Linked DNA regions of Sus scrofa: region 2 is linked to region 1. A link is a contact called in public HiChIP or PLAC-seq data. All regions are on one chromosome and are shown on one strand. The core of a region is the stretch at or near the end of the contact, and the rest is flanking DNA. Distances in the headings are between cores, read along the strand shown.

Region 1 (3,728 bases), core at 446-2,945:
GCTCCCTCATCCCGGCTGCGCCACCCTGCGGCGTAGGAAGTCTCACGTGGGAGCTGATCCCCTTCTTCATGGAGCCAGAGGGCCCTTCCTGGGTGTAAGGCAGCCAGTCAGGGTGAAGAAGTGGGAGTGACTGGAAATAAACAACGGTTCTAACAACTTCGTGCCTCTGGTCCCACATCTGTCCTTAGTCTGAGTCGTTGCCTTAGGCCAGCGCTGCCTCCTTCTTAAAGGTCTGCTCTCTGAGCCCTTTGTTTTTGCAGCTTCTCTGGTGGGGGGGGGGCATATGTGTGTGCAGATGGGGTGGGAGGGCGGATGGAGGAGGTAGGGCTGCAGGTTAAGAGGATGCACTCAATGCCTGCCCGCTCCCAGTCTTTCTTTTAATTAAATGGGAATGATTATAGTATCTACTCTGCAGAGCTTTTGTGAAGATGAAATGATAGAACGTACCTAAAAGCACTTAGCGCTGCTGTGGCCAACAGGAAGGGCTCAGTAATGTGAGCTTCGGTTAGTAATGGAAGGAGAGCAGAAAGCTGTCTGCATTCATTGTGTCATCTACTGTCCCAGGGTTCCTGTGACAGTGAATGTTATTATCGTCCCTTTATCGATGAGGAAATCAGCACATCGAGATGAGGTCACCTGCTAGTAAATGGCCTCATTAGGACTTGGGCCCAGATTTCTCTAGCTTTTTCTACCACAACGGAGCTGTGACTCCAGCTCTGTTTGGAAAATACTGGAACTGAGGCAGAGATGAGCAATCTTCTTCCTGCCCACCCCACCCTCCAGCTCCCCCCTCTACCCGGCCCCCGTGAAACACTAGAGAAGTCAAGAAAAAAAAAATCCTGAGCTCCTCTTTGTCTGCCATCTCCTGGAAGCTGAGCCACCTTCTGTTCAAATGGTGTTTCTTAACCCTTCTGGGGCCACACCCATTGAGGAACTGATGGAAGCTGTGGATCCTTTCTATAGGAAAGGACACTCGATTTTTCATGTTCAAGGATTAGTGTGTGTGGACCCTGGAGGCCAGCCCATTGGCACCAGGTCGAGAACCCTCAGCCTCATGCTCAGGTTGAGTTCAGCCTTGTCATGAATTCATCTTCCTCCTTTCCTTCCACTCCCTGTGACCCAGAGATAGAGACCGCCAAGTGCCAATACGCTGGGCTTCCCATGGGATCCATCAGAAACTGCGTGAAGCAGGAAGCCCGGTGTCTGGACAGCTGGACATTCCTTTAGCCAGAACCATCTGGATTCATGACATACAGAGGGCATTCAAGAAATAACTGTTAGGGAGCAGCAAACTTGACTAGTACCCGTGAAGATGCGGGTTCGATCCCCGGCCCTGCTTGATGGGCTGATAAGGATCTAGCATTGCCACAAGCTGCAGCAGAGGTTGCAGACTTGGTTCAGCTCCCACCTTGCTGTGGCTGTGGCGTAGGCCGGCAGCTGCAGCTCTGATTCTACCCCTAGCCTGGGAACCTCCATGTGCGGCGGGTGTGGCCCAAACTAAAAAGATGAAGGAAGGAAAAGAAATAACTTTACGGTAGATCTCAGTGGTGAGGTTGCCCAGCACCGTCCACCTACCAACCTACAGGGCTGCGTACGTGGCTCAATCCTGATCGATGTTCGTGTCCCACAGAGACTGTCCCAGGACTGCACCTGACTTAAACTGGGCCAGTCTGAGTCTTTTCCTGTGACGTTTTCTGCTGGAATTGGCGGTGAAGACCGCCTCCTGCCTCTCGGCTCCGATAGTGAAGCCGTGTACCAGGAAGGACGAGAAAAGGGATATTTGCACCTGATAACTGCTGTCCCCTGACATCTGAACCAAAGACTCCTTTTTGCCTAAACTGGTTTATACGTATAAACAAAGGACGGAAACAGCACACGTGCCGTCTCGCCACCTTTTCTCACAATAACCCTCATCACCAGTGTGGCACGAGAAAGGGGGGAAACATTTTCGTGGAGAGCTTACCGCCTGTTCCCCGTAGCCGAGGACGTCCGTGGAGCCTCGTCCCCTGGGGTCCGCGCCCGATCCTGAGGAGGAGGGAGGGCCAGGGCCGAGCGAGCACTCCCGTCTGGCCGTTCCCAACTCAGAGGCCTGTGCTCTCCATTCCTGCCTTGGTTTTGGAAAAAGAAAACGGGTTCTTCACAGAAGCCACATTTTCCCCTGCATCTGGCGACGTTTAGCCCCCCCCCCCCCCACCAGTCCTGCCTTCCCACTTCCCTCTTCCGGTGCTTTTCAGGTCCAAAGGCAGTGACAGGAGGAACCGATATTTGGGTCTTTCCCACACACACCAGTTCTCCAAACATAGTGGGCACTGTGTGTCATAGTCATTTGTCAAGCTCTGTGGTCTGGTGCTGACAGATTTTTCAGGAAGTGAGTCCAGTGTGGTTCAGAAGGCTCTTCATTATTTTGTTCCATAAACTGAGATGTTATCAGAAGTGAGAGTTTTTACGACATATAAGAAATATTTTCATCTAGAAGACACTGGCTACCTGTCATTTTGAAAGTTTGCCAGTGGTTGGACTTTTACAAGAATTATTTTGCTCCCGTAACTGCTGACTTCCATGACTTGCATTTGGCAGTTCCTAAACATTTTCTCACCTGCATGATGTTGACCTTTGCACAACTTCCTTCTTCCTTCAGTGTTCATATTTCTGTGGTTCTGCCCTTTTTATAACTACTTAAGGAAGAAAGAAAAGGAGATTTCTTAGTAGTATTTCCTGGTTGATACCAAGGAGGGAGAACCTTTTTTTTTTTTTTTTTTTGCAGGTGCAGCCCTAAGAAGTTCCCAGGCTAGGGTTGGAATTGGAGCTGCAGCTGCCAGCCTAGGCACAGCCACTGCAATGCTAGATCTGGGCTGCATCGGTGACCTACATGCAGCTTAGGGCAGGGATCCTTAACTCGCTGAGTGAGGCCAGGGATTGAACCCACATCCTCATGGATATTGGTTGGATTCTTAACCACTGAGCCATATTGGGAACTCCAAAGAACCATTCTTTATTTGAGGAAATGTCATGAGCTAAGGTAAGTCAGGAAGCTGAGTTTCTGTTAGACCTGGGCTCTTGGGAAAGACTCTGATGGGCTTTTACACCTCACCTGCAAGTGGAGATAACCACTTAGGTAATGCCTCTCCTAGATTTATAGCAAGCTAGGAAGTAGACCCCTTGGCTGAAGAATAGGACTTTCTTGGCTTTGGTGTCAATGTTGGACTAGTCATGTGACCTAAGATGCATAGCACACAGTGAAACACAATCCTGTCCCAACAAGTTGCACCATAAATGAATTGAGAGATGCTAAGGGACATCAGAGGACTCTGGGGTCAGTATAATAAACACCCACTGGCTCAGGAGATGGCCCCTGGTTAGGATTTCAGGAACTCTGATAAAGTTCCTACTCCACGCAGTGGGCGCCCCAGTAAGTGTTCATTTGTGCCCCGCCTTCCACAGACCCAGGATCTGACTGGTATTAGTAAATGATGGCTGAAATATTTCAAATTGGTCAGAGTGGCAGACTAGCGGAATTAACATTGATTTTAAAGTGATCTTCCTAAGTCTCCCTGAGCAGCGTCCCTTTCAACCCGGATCACTTGACGCTAACACCTGCAGAGGGATCTGCCGGTGCTGGGCCCTCATGCACCAACTGGCACCATTCTCCATTCTCGCCACGGTGCTTTCTGGCCGTGACTGACTTCAGGTCTGCGGCCGCAGGGGCGCCACCCCGCAGTCTCCCCACC
Region 2 (3,728 bases), core at 711-3,210, 690 kb after region 1:
GATAGTTTGTAGAATTTTTAGGTCTGGGTAAGTCCAGATTGGATTTTTAGGATACAGCTTGTTTTATTGAAAAACAGTAAATTTTTGTTTGTTTTTGCTTTTTAGGGCCACACCTGTGGCATAAGGAAATTCCCAGGCTAGGGGGTCTAATCGGAGCTGCAACCGCTGGCCTACACCACAGCCACAGTAACGTGGGATCCAAGCCATGTCTGCGACCCATACCGCAGCTCACAACAACGCTGGATCCTCAACCCACTGAGAAAGGCCAGGGATTGAACCCACATTCTCATGGATCCTAGTTGGGTTCATTACAGCTGAGCCACAATGGGAACTCCCAAGTTTTATTGTTTTTAACTTATACATTTTAATGCTTTGTTTGACCTAATATTTGCCCGAGTTCTATCGCCAAGTACTTTTAGATGCATTATGAAATTACTTTGTAGTAGCCAATGCTAATAAAAAAAAATAATAAGATCTCTTCAGCTCATATGCCAATGTTTGAAATAACCCAGAAGCAGCTGTCCTTCAAGGATTTCTAGCACCACAGTTGTCGAGGATAAGAGCAACTGGGGGGCTCTCCCAAGATGCTAGCGTTTGGGTTTTGTTTCCTTTGACTATAGATGTAGAAAGTCTATTTCTAGAAGAGAAGCAGCGGGAGGTGAGGTATGTTCTATTTAAATAGGTGTCTGAAGAGGGAGGTATTAGAAAAAAGAGACAAGGCAATCTAGAAGCAAGGGGGAGAGACCCAGAATGCTATGATATAAATAAGGACAGACTGCTTGAAAATGCCACGTATGTACGGGCCTCCGGAGGAGATATTATGACTCAAGCCCTTTGCTCCCTTAGCATCTCTATCTCAGCCACATACGTGATGGTTTTTTATTTTACAGAGAATAACGGTAATATCTTGACCAACATGCACTTTTCCTTCCAAAGCCCTTTATGCTCATTGCCTGTTTACCTGCAGTGATAGCAACAACCCCATCAACGTACCTCCATTCTTTTGAGGTTTAGGAGAAATGCCACAGCACGGTGTCTTTTCTATGATTGTCCAGCCCCATAAAAGCGGGACAGATTGAGGTTTAAAATCTGGGTGGTCTGACTCCCAGGTGTGTCTGCTTCACCAATGCTGCATTCTTCATCTCTAAAGTCAGAAGCGTGAACTCTTTAGAATCAAAGGATTGTGTTGGAAAGGAACCAGATGGTGGCCCCAGAAAGAGCTGGCTTGTGATCTTTCTTCTTTCACCCGAGTGCTGTGCTACCTGGGGCCATTTAGTGACCCTCTCTGTTCTTCTGTTTCCTCATCTGTTAAATGAAGGGTCATCATGAGTCTTCAATGCGCTGGTATGTTTTAAAGGCTCAGCTACCTTCCCATGGGGGCTGGGACCCGGGGAGAGAGGAGAATGAATGAGGAGTGACAGTGAGGAGCCGTGTCCTCAGTAAAGGATGAAGAGGGGAAGGAAATGACAAACGGATTTTTGCCTCCCTCCCCCTCTCCAGTGTCCTAGTGCCTACAAACTAGATTTCTAGGGAATCCATTGAAAGTTTTATCACTCCTGATACCCAAAAGGGACTGATGAAGGCATCAACTTTCCAGCTATCATTAACAGGAGGAGCTGTGAGAAGGGGAAGAAGGAGGTTGCTGAGGTTGGAAGTCCAGCCAGGCTGGGACGGAGGGTCACTCGGTGACGGGATGGTTCTCAAAGGCTCAGGAGGATGTATTGCGTCACCAAGGGCCCCAGTAACTGTTCCATCACGTCACTCTGCCTCACAGCATTTCTGCCTGGGATTTGCCTGCCTGGCATCTGTCATCAGCCTCGCCGAGCAGGCAGTCAGACCCTCAGGCAGTTAGGAATGTTGTGCATTAGAAGTGAACATGGGGAGTTCAGATAGTAGCGGCAGTGGGGGTCGGCGCGTGTGGACAGGAGCAGAGCCCGAGCTGCCTCGTTGTAGATCTCTCTGCTTCCTACTTCTTCTTTTTTTCTTCCTCTGGTCTCCGGAGGTTTGTAAAATACAGAAGAGAGTAAAACTTCTCAGGAGAAATTGTCATTAAAGGTGGGTAGATGGGAGGGCTGTGGGTTCTTTGCTGGATACAAAGGCAGATTCTAACATCAAGGAGGAGTGAGCCGTGATAAAAGCACTTTTCTTTGCTACCTCCTGGGATGACCTCAGCCTGGGCCTGTGGTCTGACAACTGATATTTCCATCCTACAGGGAACAGACTGACTCATGTTTTCATCCACAATTTTCTGACTTTTTTCAGTTTGACCTCAGTAGCCACTATGTCAACATTAGTTCCTTAAACCCTAGTGTTGAGGAGTTCCCATCGTGGCTCAGTGGAGATGAATCTGACTAGTATCCATGAGGACTCAGGTTCGATCCCTGGCCTCACTCAGTGGGTTAAGGATCTGGTGTTGCCATGAGTTGTGGTGTAGGTCACAGACGAGGCTGGCTTGGATCTAGTGTTGCTGTGGCTGTGGTGTAGGCCCTTGGTTATCAATTCCACACCTAGCCTGGGAACCTCCATATGCTGTGGGTGTGGCCCTAAAAATGAAAAAAAAAAAAAAAAAAAACCCCACAAAAACTAGTGTTGAAAATGTGGCCCTCTGAGACAGCACTAAGGGGACGCAATTGCTCCCTCTGCCATTGTGTGAGTCAAGCCCCTGCTGTTTGAGGGCTTAAGTGTTCTCCATCTTGTTGGCAGTGAAAATACACTAGCACTGGAGAGCTTAAAGCAGGCTGTCACGTTGATAAGGGACTGTGCAAAATAGTGCTGGTGGCAATGGTGACGGCCAGCTTTCTTTCACTCATTCGTTTGTTCACGCCATCTATGAAAGCGGAACCCATGCCAGTGTATCAGCATTGTTTTCATTGCCTTGGTATTTGCATGGATAAAGCAGGACTGAGAGGTTAAATGTCTTCCATTTTCCAACCTGAATTCTGAAAAAACCAGAGCTGGATTGACCTCTTTTTGTATAACTGAATCTCTACTCTGTGCAGGAGATACCAGGATGGCTGCTCCAAGCATGGCACCCACAGAAGGGCTTGGGCAAAGCTTATGATACCAAAGCACTTTGCAACTCTCTTGATACTGGTTTACCCTGAGTAAAAAAAGAAGGAAGAGAAATGCTTGTGCACACACAGGATAATGATGCAGCAATTTAAAATCACTTTTGCAGACTACTCAAGGTCAAGAGAAAATGTCCATGACTGAAATAAAGAAAATAAGCAGTTTCTAAAAAAGAAAACACACACACACAACACAGCCATAAGAAGTTACCAGTTTTGAGAGGTAAGAACATTGGGTACACATCTTTCAGTTTCTATATGTGGATATATATGTCCATTAAATGATGACAATAGAAGGATAAACAATAGAATGTGAAGATTATTTCTGAATACTTTTTATTCCTCTACGAATGATCTTATGTTTTGAAGCTTTCACAAAGAATTTTTATATTAAAATAGGGAGTGTTTGGTAAAGAAAAAAATAGATATTTTATCTAATGGAAGAGTTAGAGATGGATGAATGTCTGCGGTGCCCCAAACTCTGTAAGTTTAGTTTTGCTGTGTGATTACAGGCATGCTCTTGACCTGTTGGTACCTTGGCTGATCCTAGGGCAGTGCTCTCTGAGTTCTTGGTGCATAATTTGTGCTTATTTCCTGGGAAGCACTGACAGAATAAGTCATTTTCAGCTTTATAATGCTTTTCTCTTAAAGGTGGAAGAC

What was found. HiChIP or PLAC-seq counts read pairs in DNA pulled down with a chosen protein or histone mark.
Region 2: a contact with region 1 is called in an H3K27ac HiChIP or PLAC-seq map of alveolar macrophages. The contact joins two enhancer-like sites. A contact is called at or near these places in 2 of 47 Hi-C or Micro-C datasets (embryonic fibroblasts and heart right ventricle) and 1 of 2 datasets of contacts at active chromatin or transcription factors (alveolar macrophages).

The regions. Positions count from the first base shown.
Region 1 is chr2:24,838,681-24,842,408 of Sscrofa11.1, forward strand. LOC102163604 (a long non-coding RNA gene) reads right to left here. Exons shown (of 7, transcript XR_002341511.1): 4 at 2,597-2,672; 5 at 1,964-2,108; 6 at 448-1,237. It overlaps COMMD9 (COMM domain-containing protein 9), which reads left to right. Exons shown (of 8, transcript XM_013990158.2): 8 at 1-156. Among named protein-coding and RNA genes, the nearest start is that of COMMD9, 21 kb to the left of the region's middle. Within about 2 kb of position 1,696, at least 6 of the 83 cell types and tissues checked have an H3K27ac peak or open chromatin away from gene starts, as enhancers often do. A contact at or near this core is called in alveolar macrophages, where this site is marked.
Region 2 is chr2:25,524,706-25,528,433 of Sscrofa11.1, forward strand. The region is part of intron 1 of PAMR1 (peptidase domain containing associated with muscle regeneration 1); the gene reads left to right. Among named protein-coding and RNA genes, the nearest start is that of PAMR1, 12 kb to the left of the region's middle. Within about 2 kb of position 1,961, at least 5 of the 83 cell types and tissues checked have an H3K27ac peak or open chromatin away from gene starts, as enhancers often do. A contact at or near this core is called in alveolar macrophages, where this site is marked.